Linked DNA regions of Cricetulus griseus: region 1 is linked to region 2. The links are chromatin contacts, called in public Hi-C maps. All regions are on one chromosome and are shown on one strand. The core of a region is the stretch at or near the end of the contact, and the rest is flanking DNA. Distances in the headings are between cores, read along the strand shown.

Region 1 (4,057 bases), core at 915-3,414, 95 kb before region 2:
AGCATCTTACCATAGGTCCACTGCAGTTCTGGCAGGTACAGAATGGTACAAACTGAATCATTTATCCCAGAATCCATTTCTCCCAAACAGATTCTCATGTTCTATGAAAGAACTGATGCTTTCCACTCTTCATGATACACCTGACTTTGGACCCTGGCTGCCCTGGCACCTTAGATATCAGGAATGATTCCCAGAATCCCCTGGTGACTGTGTAACTTCGTCGTGTTTACTTTTTATTTGTTTGTTTGTTTTTTGAGACCGGGTTTCTCTATGTAGCCTTGGCTGTCCTGGAACTTCTTCTGTTAACCAGGACGGCCCGGAACCCATAGAAATCTGTCTGCCTTTGCCTCTGGAGTGCTGGGATTAGAGAAGTGCACCACCACCAGCACCACCGGGCTCATCATGTTTACTTAACAGGTTCTTCATATACAAATAGCCACGGTGAATTTTTTTGAGTGCCCAGAAGAAAGAATTGTGTCATTTTTTCTTGCCTGTCACTCCAACTAAACCACTTACCCCATTCATAGGTGTTTTTGGTTTGGTTGGGTTCTCACCTTACGTGTGTGTGTGTGTGTGTGTGTGTGTGTGTGTGTGTGTGTGTGTAAGTTATTTTCCTAAAGTGTCTGGAGAAGAGGATTTCTATTACTCTCCCCTGGGGAAAAAAAGTAAGGAAATGCAAAGCTCCCCTCCCCCCAAAAGTCTTATCCACAAATCAGATAACTGCAGAGTGTCTGAACTTGTTAAAGAAAAACCTGAACAGCTGCTGAGGAAGTAGGGCAAAGATTCACTCCCCCCAGGGGAAAGGCAAGTTTCTCCTCAGATCAGGCAAAACCAAGAGTCACTGCTGTATAGGGCCACAACCCCTGGCAGAGTCGCTGCCGCACACAATACACAGAATGCAAACTGTAGCTGCTGTTACAAACCACCAGAGATGGGCATTCATTATTGTGCTTTTAAATGTTCTCTTTCTACCTTGGCCACATGCCGAACATCAAATCATGTCACTCTATCTTCAGTGTAAGAATCTAGGCAGATACTACTGGCCATGCTCTCAATAACCAGAAACTTGTTTTTGTAAGCCTACAATGGAGAGCTCATTATCCCTGACACTGATTGGTCTAGAGGCAGCCACGTGACTCATCCCATGTGATCAGTCAGATAGGAGGGTAGCCTGTCAGATGTTTTCAGAAAAGATTCTGCCCCTGGAAAGTGAATGGTAGGAGTAAAACATTATTTTTGATCTGCCTCTTCCTTTCAGCTTAGACACTGACAGTGGGGGACATAAGGTATCCCGAAAGAGAAAAGAACCAGAGAGAGTCCTCCGTAACACCATTGAGCCACTATTCAACCCAACCAGAGACACACCGTAAAGAGGCTGAGACTGTACAGTCTCAATTCAGGAAGCTTCAGTCAACTTGGGTGCAAATTAGCACTCCCTGGGGTTATACACTTTACACTCAGTGAAGCCATGGGCTGGTACCCTACCAAAACTACATACCTGCAGATCTAAAACCACACATGAGCGATAAGACGTGTTCAGTCAGCAATCTATAGTCCTTGCAGCCAAACCCTAAAATAACACGTAATCAGGGATGGAAACTGGGTTCTGGACTCATGTTCCCTTAGTGCCTCTAGGAACTAGGCTTGGCCATCTGACTCTCTCATCTCAGTTTATGTGAAGTACAGAAACTAGTTATGTCTTCTGACCTTCCATGTTGTGGGGTTTTTTTGTTGTTGTTTTGTTTTGTTTCTGGACAGGGGCTCTTTGCTCCGGCCTGGGGAGCCCCAGCTCTTGTATCTTTTCTCAGCATCTGTGCAGAGATGACAGAAAACAGGTAGTGGTTGCCCAATGCTTCTCCCACAAATGACCCATCTGTTGGTCACAGCTTCCTCTGCCCTCAGCCCCCTCCACCCCTCCACAAGCATTGAGGTAAACAACCTTTCACTCAGCAAGATGTTGGAGTATGGACAGGATGCAGCCCTTCACTGTGCTTACAGTGCCCCTAACAAGCTTCTGTTCTTTATAACTCTCCTCACAGGCTCCTGCTCAGCCTCTCCATGGTAACCAATCCAAGTGAGTTCTGTTGAGCTGACACAATGGGTTCTACTTCAGTGAGCAGCTAGGCAGTTTTTACAACCCATCACCCATTAGTTGCCAACCAACTTAACACAGGTGTTTCCCTTAGTAAGCTATTAATATGTAGTTACTATGTAACTACCTAGGCTGCTGGACTGAGCATTCTCCATCTGGTGGGTGGGGGCGGGGAGCTAATTGGTACATTTGAAATGAGAGCTGCAGTTCTGTATGCCAAGGATTTTGTGGCTTCTGGGGAGGGATAAAATTCCATACAAGAGATTGCAATATCCCTGGGGCTGGGACCAGGCTAGAGCAAGGAAATCATAAACTTAGATAGAATATGACCTTGTTCTAAGTGTTCCTTGCAATTTCCTTGTAAATGTCCATCTTAGGCAAAGCTCACTGGACATGGAAACGATGCTCCCTGGGCTTAGGTGGAGAGAAAAACCTATATCTTTGAGAAAGGACGGGAGCAGCACAGAGAAGCATGGCTGGGCTATTTATTTAACCCAGTTGACTTCAGAATTCCTCCATGGCACAGAAACACTTGGGGACCAAAGAGATGACAGAAAACTTCTGTCACCATGCTTCCTTCTACCCTTAAAACAGGACATACATTTTTTATTACATTTTGTTTACTTAGTTTGAGAGAGAGCACTCAGTTCTGTCTTCTCGATAGGTGGGTATTGGAGGTTGAACTCAGGGTTGGAGGCTCGGCAGCCATCTTACCAGATGGACACTCCAGGACCTAGACAACAGGCCAACATCACTCATCATCTTTCTAGCCAGGCATGGCCAGTGCATGAGTTTACCCTGTGGGCTGTCACCAATGATTGCCAGTGCCTGTTTAATGATCAGTTCTGAGGGAGGGAGAAGGAAAAGCCAGCCTGAGAAGCTTCAGCTCATGAGACTTGCCATAGTCATGACATTAGTCATGACATAACTAATGACTCCGTGGCAGGCGGCAAGCTTCCAGCTGAGACTGTTAATTTGGAGCTGGCAAGAGATACAGCTCTCCCATTTTGGCACCCCTGACTCTAGAGCTCATCACTACGTACAATGAAGAATTGTGTATGGTTTCTTGAGAGGTCCATAAGGAAGAAGGCAAGCCTCAAGGGGTGGTACACACCCTTCTCCCATTCCTCCTCTCTTCTGGCAGGAATGAAGGTATGATGGGATATTGGATCCTAAGGAAACAGTCATGTACTGAGGAAACAGTCCTGGGCCCTGATGATCAAAGAATTGCTGGGGGAACTTTGCAGCCTTCATGCATGTAACCAAAAAAAAAAAAAAAAATGAGAAAGAAAGACAAAAGTACTCAACCTATAAATATAACTGAGGAATTTCCCCCTTCACAGAGGAATCTACCAAAGCACCAGGCACTCTTGACAGAGCTATAGGAGCCAAACTAACGGAGTCTTAAAAAGTGTTTATACTTGAAAGAGCAAGAAAAGTGCTATTCTTTTCTGGAAATGAGAAAAAGGACAGAGAGAAGATAAAATGAAGGGGAAGGGTTCAAGTGGTTAAATTAGCCATAGCCTGATGGGGAAGGGGAGCATTTGTAGCAATGAAGATGAAACAGTGGGGACAGCCAGACCAAGTCAGTAAGAAAAGAGGAACCGGCTGAAGACCTCTCTTTGCCTGAGATATCCTACGAATGCAGCTGAATCAAAAAGTCTAGTAGTAACATTCAAAGGAGACAAGAACGAAGATTCTACTCACAAACTCTCGAATAGAACAGTTTGCACTTACAGAACTGTTTTCAGATCCCTGCTGAAAACCCTTCCAGGGTCCGTTCTTTCTCAAGTTACAGACATCCAGGCACTGGCACTGCAGCTACCTCTGCTGTCATCCTAGCTCTGCCATTTCCCAGCTAGAGCAAGTGTCTGTCTGTCCAGCTGGACTTTCACCTTTTGCAAAATTAGAGAAAACTGACCTACAGCACTTAAGCCAACCATCTTCACAAATCAAAACTCTACA
Region 2 (3,919 bases), core at 97-2,596:
CATCTTATCTGACAAATCTCTCCCATGTTACAAGCCTTGATTAAAGGAAGTTTTTATAATCTAAAAAAAAAAAAGAAAAAAAAAAGAATGAGACCTATCTCCAGTGAAAACTGCTGTAACTGAAGGGTGGAGGTGCAATAGGAGAGAAAGACAGTTGATGTAGAAAATTTGGGGGTGAGGGGACCCCCTGGGGAGGGGATACACTCAGGAAAATAGCACCTTTAAAGCAAAGTCATGTTTGAGTATACATTGGGAATGGTATCTGTTGGTGAAACTGGTTTTTCTGTGAACACAGTCTGAAATTGAGGTGAGGCTTGCACCAGAAGTGGCATATTAGTGCTGACAATTTGAAATTTGGAAAAGCCACTGCCTCTTGTACAGCCCCTCATTCTAAGTGAGAAAACTCCCAACTCATTTCAATATGATTAACAAAATAATTGCATAATTAGGGCACCCAAAGAAAGATACAGTAAAGAAAAATAGGCTTAAAAGAATACTAAACTAGCCGAGCAGTGGTGGCAGCACACGCCTTTAATCCCAGCACTTGGCTGGCAGAGACAGGCAAATCTCTGTGAATTCGAGGTCAGCCTGGTCTACAGAGTGAGTTCCAGGACAGGCTCCAAAGCAATACAGAGAAACCCTGTCTTGAAAAACAAAAACAAACAAACAAACAAAAAACAAAGAATACTAAGCTAAAAAAACAAAACAAAACAAAAAACCATATAAACAAAATATAAACTTCCCTGCCAGCGAACACACACTTAAATATTTTTCTGAAGCAGAGGATGGGTGTAACATAATATTCCAACATGAATAAGAGATAAATAAGTTAATGATATAATTGAAAGTAGGAAGGAACATAATGAAAATATAAATAGGACCTCAGGAAACACAGCCAAAACCCACTAGGATGGCCAATTAAAGGGAGACAATGGTCTAGAAAAACACAATGTGAAATGGTTGCTTGTGAAAGTTATGGGAGAGATGGAGGAAACAATCATTTCACAAGCAAAAATTAAATTATCAGGTACACAGGGAAAATGGGAAGCTTCAGGAAGCTCAGTGAGACAGATTTTATTCTCATGGAAAAAGTGAAGAAAATGAGAGAAGCAAAAATACTTGTAAAACAGAATAAGTGAAAGTTTAAATTGAAGGGGAAAAGACCCCGACGTATGAATAATGGTAGATGCATAAGACGATGTTGAACAATCCATCCAAAATCTGAGTAAACTGTCCTAGACTGATCAGCATTGAGACTAGTATCCGGAGCCAGGAGCTGTGTCTATTCACACACAAGCTAGACCTATTAATAATAAGCTAAGTCATCTTGCTTACTCTAGTCACTAGGCAGCCAGCAAGAACACTATGTCATTCTGTGGGAAAGAAAAGCCAAGTTGGCATAGCCAGAGTCAACACCAGAAACAGACACCATCTATTCCACATTGAAGGGAGCTTGAGCCAAAGATTTTAAGTCCATCTAAAATGTCCTTCAAGTGTCAAGGTTGCAGGCTTGTGTGTTCTCACGTTCAGAGACTCAGAAGATTATTATTCATATGAGGGCTTACTGAAGCATGTCCCAGAAAACCAAAAGACCAGGGGATCAGCCAGCGAACTGGGGTGAACCCTGAGCATCTTCAACAATAGATCCAGAACTAAAACAGAGTTGACATAAAGGGTACAAAGTAAAATGCAGTCCTGACAATCGCATTTATCTAACTCTCACTATAGCGTCTTGTTTATTAAAATTATAGTTATGATATTTTTATTCAAGTGACTGATTTTATGATTGTAATTTTGCATGACACCCACAGAATACCCTTTGTGCAGACAGCAGCAGCTGAATTCTACCCTGAGCAGCAGTGACTTAGCTTGGAGCTTCAAATACCTCCCTCCCTTCCCTTCCTTTAGATCATTTTCCCCATAGTAGCATTACTAACTTGCCATCTTATGTCCTCTCGGGTGAGTGAGTATGTTGGAACTTTCACATTCAGTCCAGTCCTCAGAATGGAGTGGCATTTGAGAGAGGAGCTGTAAGGAAGGGGATTGGACAATCCAGCCTCGCTGGAGTCCTGGTAAAAACGGGAAATTTAGATGCCATGAGAAACACCAGAATCGTGTGCACACAGAGAAGTAGGACATCAGACATGCACGCCAAGGAGAGTCGCGTCAGGAGAAATCCTGCCTGCACCCTGATCTTGGACTTCCAGGCTCCACAACTATAGGAAAACACCTTTCTGTTGTTTAAGTCACCCAGTCCGTGCTACTTTGTAACGACAACTCAGAAGATACAAACAGAACATAGCGGCTAAAGAGATGGCTCAGAGGTTAAGAGCAGCGGCTGTTCTTCCAGAGGTTGCTGAGTTCAATTCCCAGCAACCACATGGTGGCTCACAACCATTTCTAATGGAATCTAATGCCCTCTTCTGGCATAAAGCCGTACTTGCTGTTAAATAAATAAATAAATAAATCTTTATTAGATACAGGATATTCTGCTTACTGAATGCTCTTGTATTTAGTGCTGTTGCATAGCTAGCAAACAGAAAGCAACATGATAAAATGTGCCTGTGTATTGGTCTCCATGCTATTATAAAGCTACAGGTTATAGCCAAAGTAAAACATTATTCTTAGTGAAGGGGTAAGGAGAGACATGAATGAACGGCAGAGGGAACGGAGCTAGAGTAGATGACGATTAACTACAATGAATCCACAAGCTGTGGGTGTGGATTGGGTTTGTTTTCTCTGATGGCTAAAGAATTAAAAGAAAAAGAATCTCAGCACAAGAGGTATCAGTAGGAAAAAAAAAAATCTCAGACGTAGCAGGCAGAGTCAACTGGTAAAGCAAAGCTTCAGTAAAGGTGAAAAAGGCCTACACATAGCAAGACACACAGAACTAAAGCAATGGGAGAGAGAGGAAGCCCAAGTCTGTTTTCTCCCTGAGGGCTAGAGCTTGGAAGTGTCTTCTGTTGGTTGGAATGGGGGAGGGGGGATTTGGGGGTTGAACTCAGGACCTCTGGAAGATCAGCCAGTCTGGATGGGTGGCTAGGTGGCTCACTCCTTGATCTTCTCCTCTCAGATTGCTCCTCCTATTAATTCTCTCTGCCTGCCAGTCCCACTTATCCTGTCTTTTGTCCAGCTATTTGCTGTTCAGCTCTTTATTAGACCAACCAGGTGTTTTAGACAGGCAAAGTAACACAGCTTCACCTAGTTAACCAAATGCAACATGAAAGAATGCAACACATCTTTGCATCACTAAACAAATGTTCCACAGCATAAATAAATGTAACACATGTTAATATTCAGCAACAGGTTTGCATGATCATATCTGTTTGTCTTTTTTTTACTTTTAAAATCACAAATAATTGTTAATTACCAAATGACTTTTAAATCTGACCTCCAAAATTTCATAATGCTGTATAACAATTACACTCTTACTGAAAATATCATTCCTGATTTTTATTTTGTCTATCAGTATGGACTGGATTTCATCTGCTACTACAATTCCTTTTATGTTTAATTTTGTATCATAAATCTGACTTAAAATACTTTTGTATTTGGGAGGTTTTGTCAATAATATATAGTAGTTTTATACTTACAAAAGAATGAAAACAAGAAATAAAAAAGAAAGGACATGACAGCCCCTAGGTATGGTGGAGGAGAAAGTTTACTGTAAATATGTGGGAAAGCATAGTCAGAGGAGGCAGGGACATCTGTGAAAGTCCAGAGTGGACATGACCAGACTGAGCTGGGCAATGTGAGGAGATGGGGAGGGGAAGGGCCGTGGGAGAGAGGGAAACCAGGTGCAGCAGCCAGGAAGCCAAAGGCCCTTAAGGAGCAGTAACCAAAATGTCTGGATTATACAGGGAAGAGCCTGGGGCAGGAGGGGGCGGAGGTCAGACTTACCCCCAGGCTGGAGAGTTCA

Evidence for each region. Hi-C and Micro-C count contacts between places; a contact is called where the count stands out from the background.
Region 1: a Hi-C map of the CHK-Q cell line shows a contact between it and region 2, with 2.4 times the contacts expected there. The contact joins two enhancer-like sites. A contact is called at or near these places in 2 of 8 Hi-C or Micro-C datasets (the CHK-Q cell line and the CHO-K1 cell line).

The regions. Positions count from the first base shown.
Region 1 is chr4:33,882,293-33,886,349 of CriGri-PICRH-1.0, reverse strand. The region is part of intron 6 of St3gal6 (type 2 lactosamine alpha-2,3-sialyltransferase); the gene reads right to left. Among named protein-coding and RNA genes, the nearest start is that of St3gal6, 42 kb to the right of the region's middle. Within about 2 kb of position 2,164, at least 3 of the 6 cell types and tissues checked have open chromatin away from gene starts, as enhancers often do.
Region 2 is chr4:33,786,753-33,790,671 of CriGri-PICRH-1.0, reverse strand. It overlaps the pseudogene LOC107977899. Among named protein-coding and RNA genes, the nearest start is that of St3gal6, 53 kb to the left of the region's middle. Within about 2 kb of position 1,346, at least 1 of the 6 cell types and tissues checked has open chromatin away from gene starts, as enhancers often do.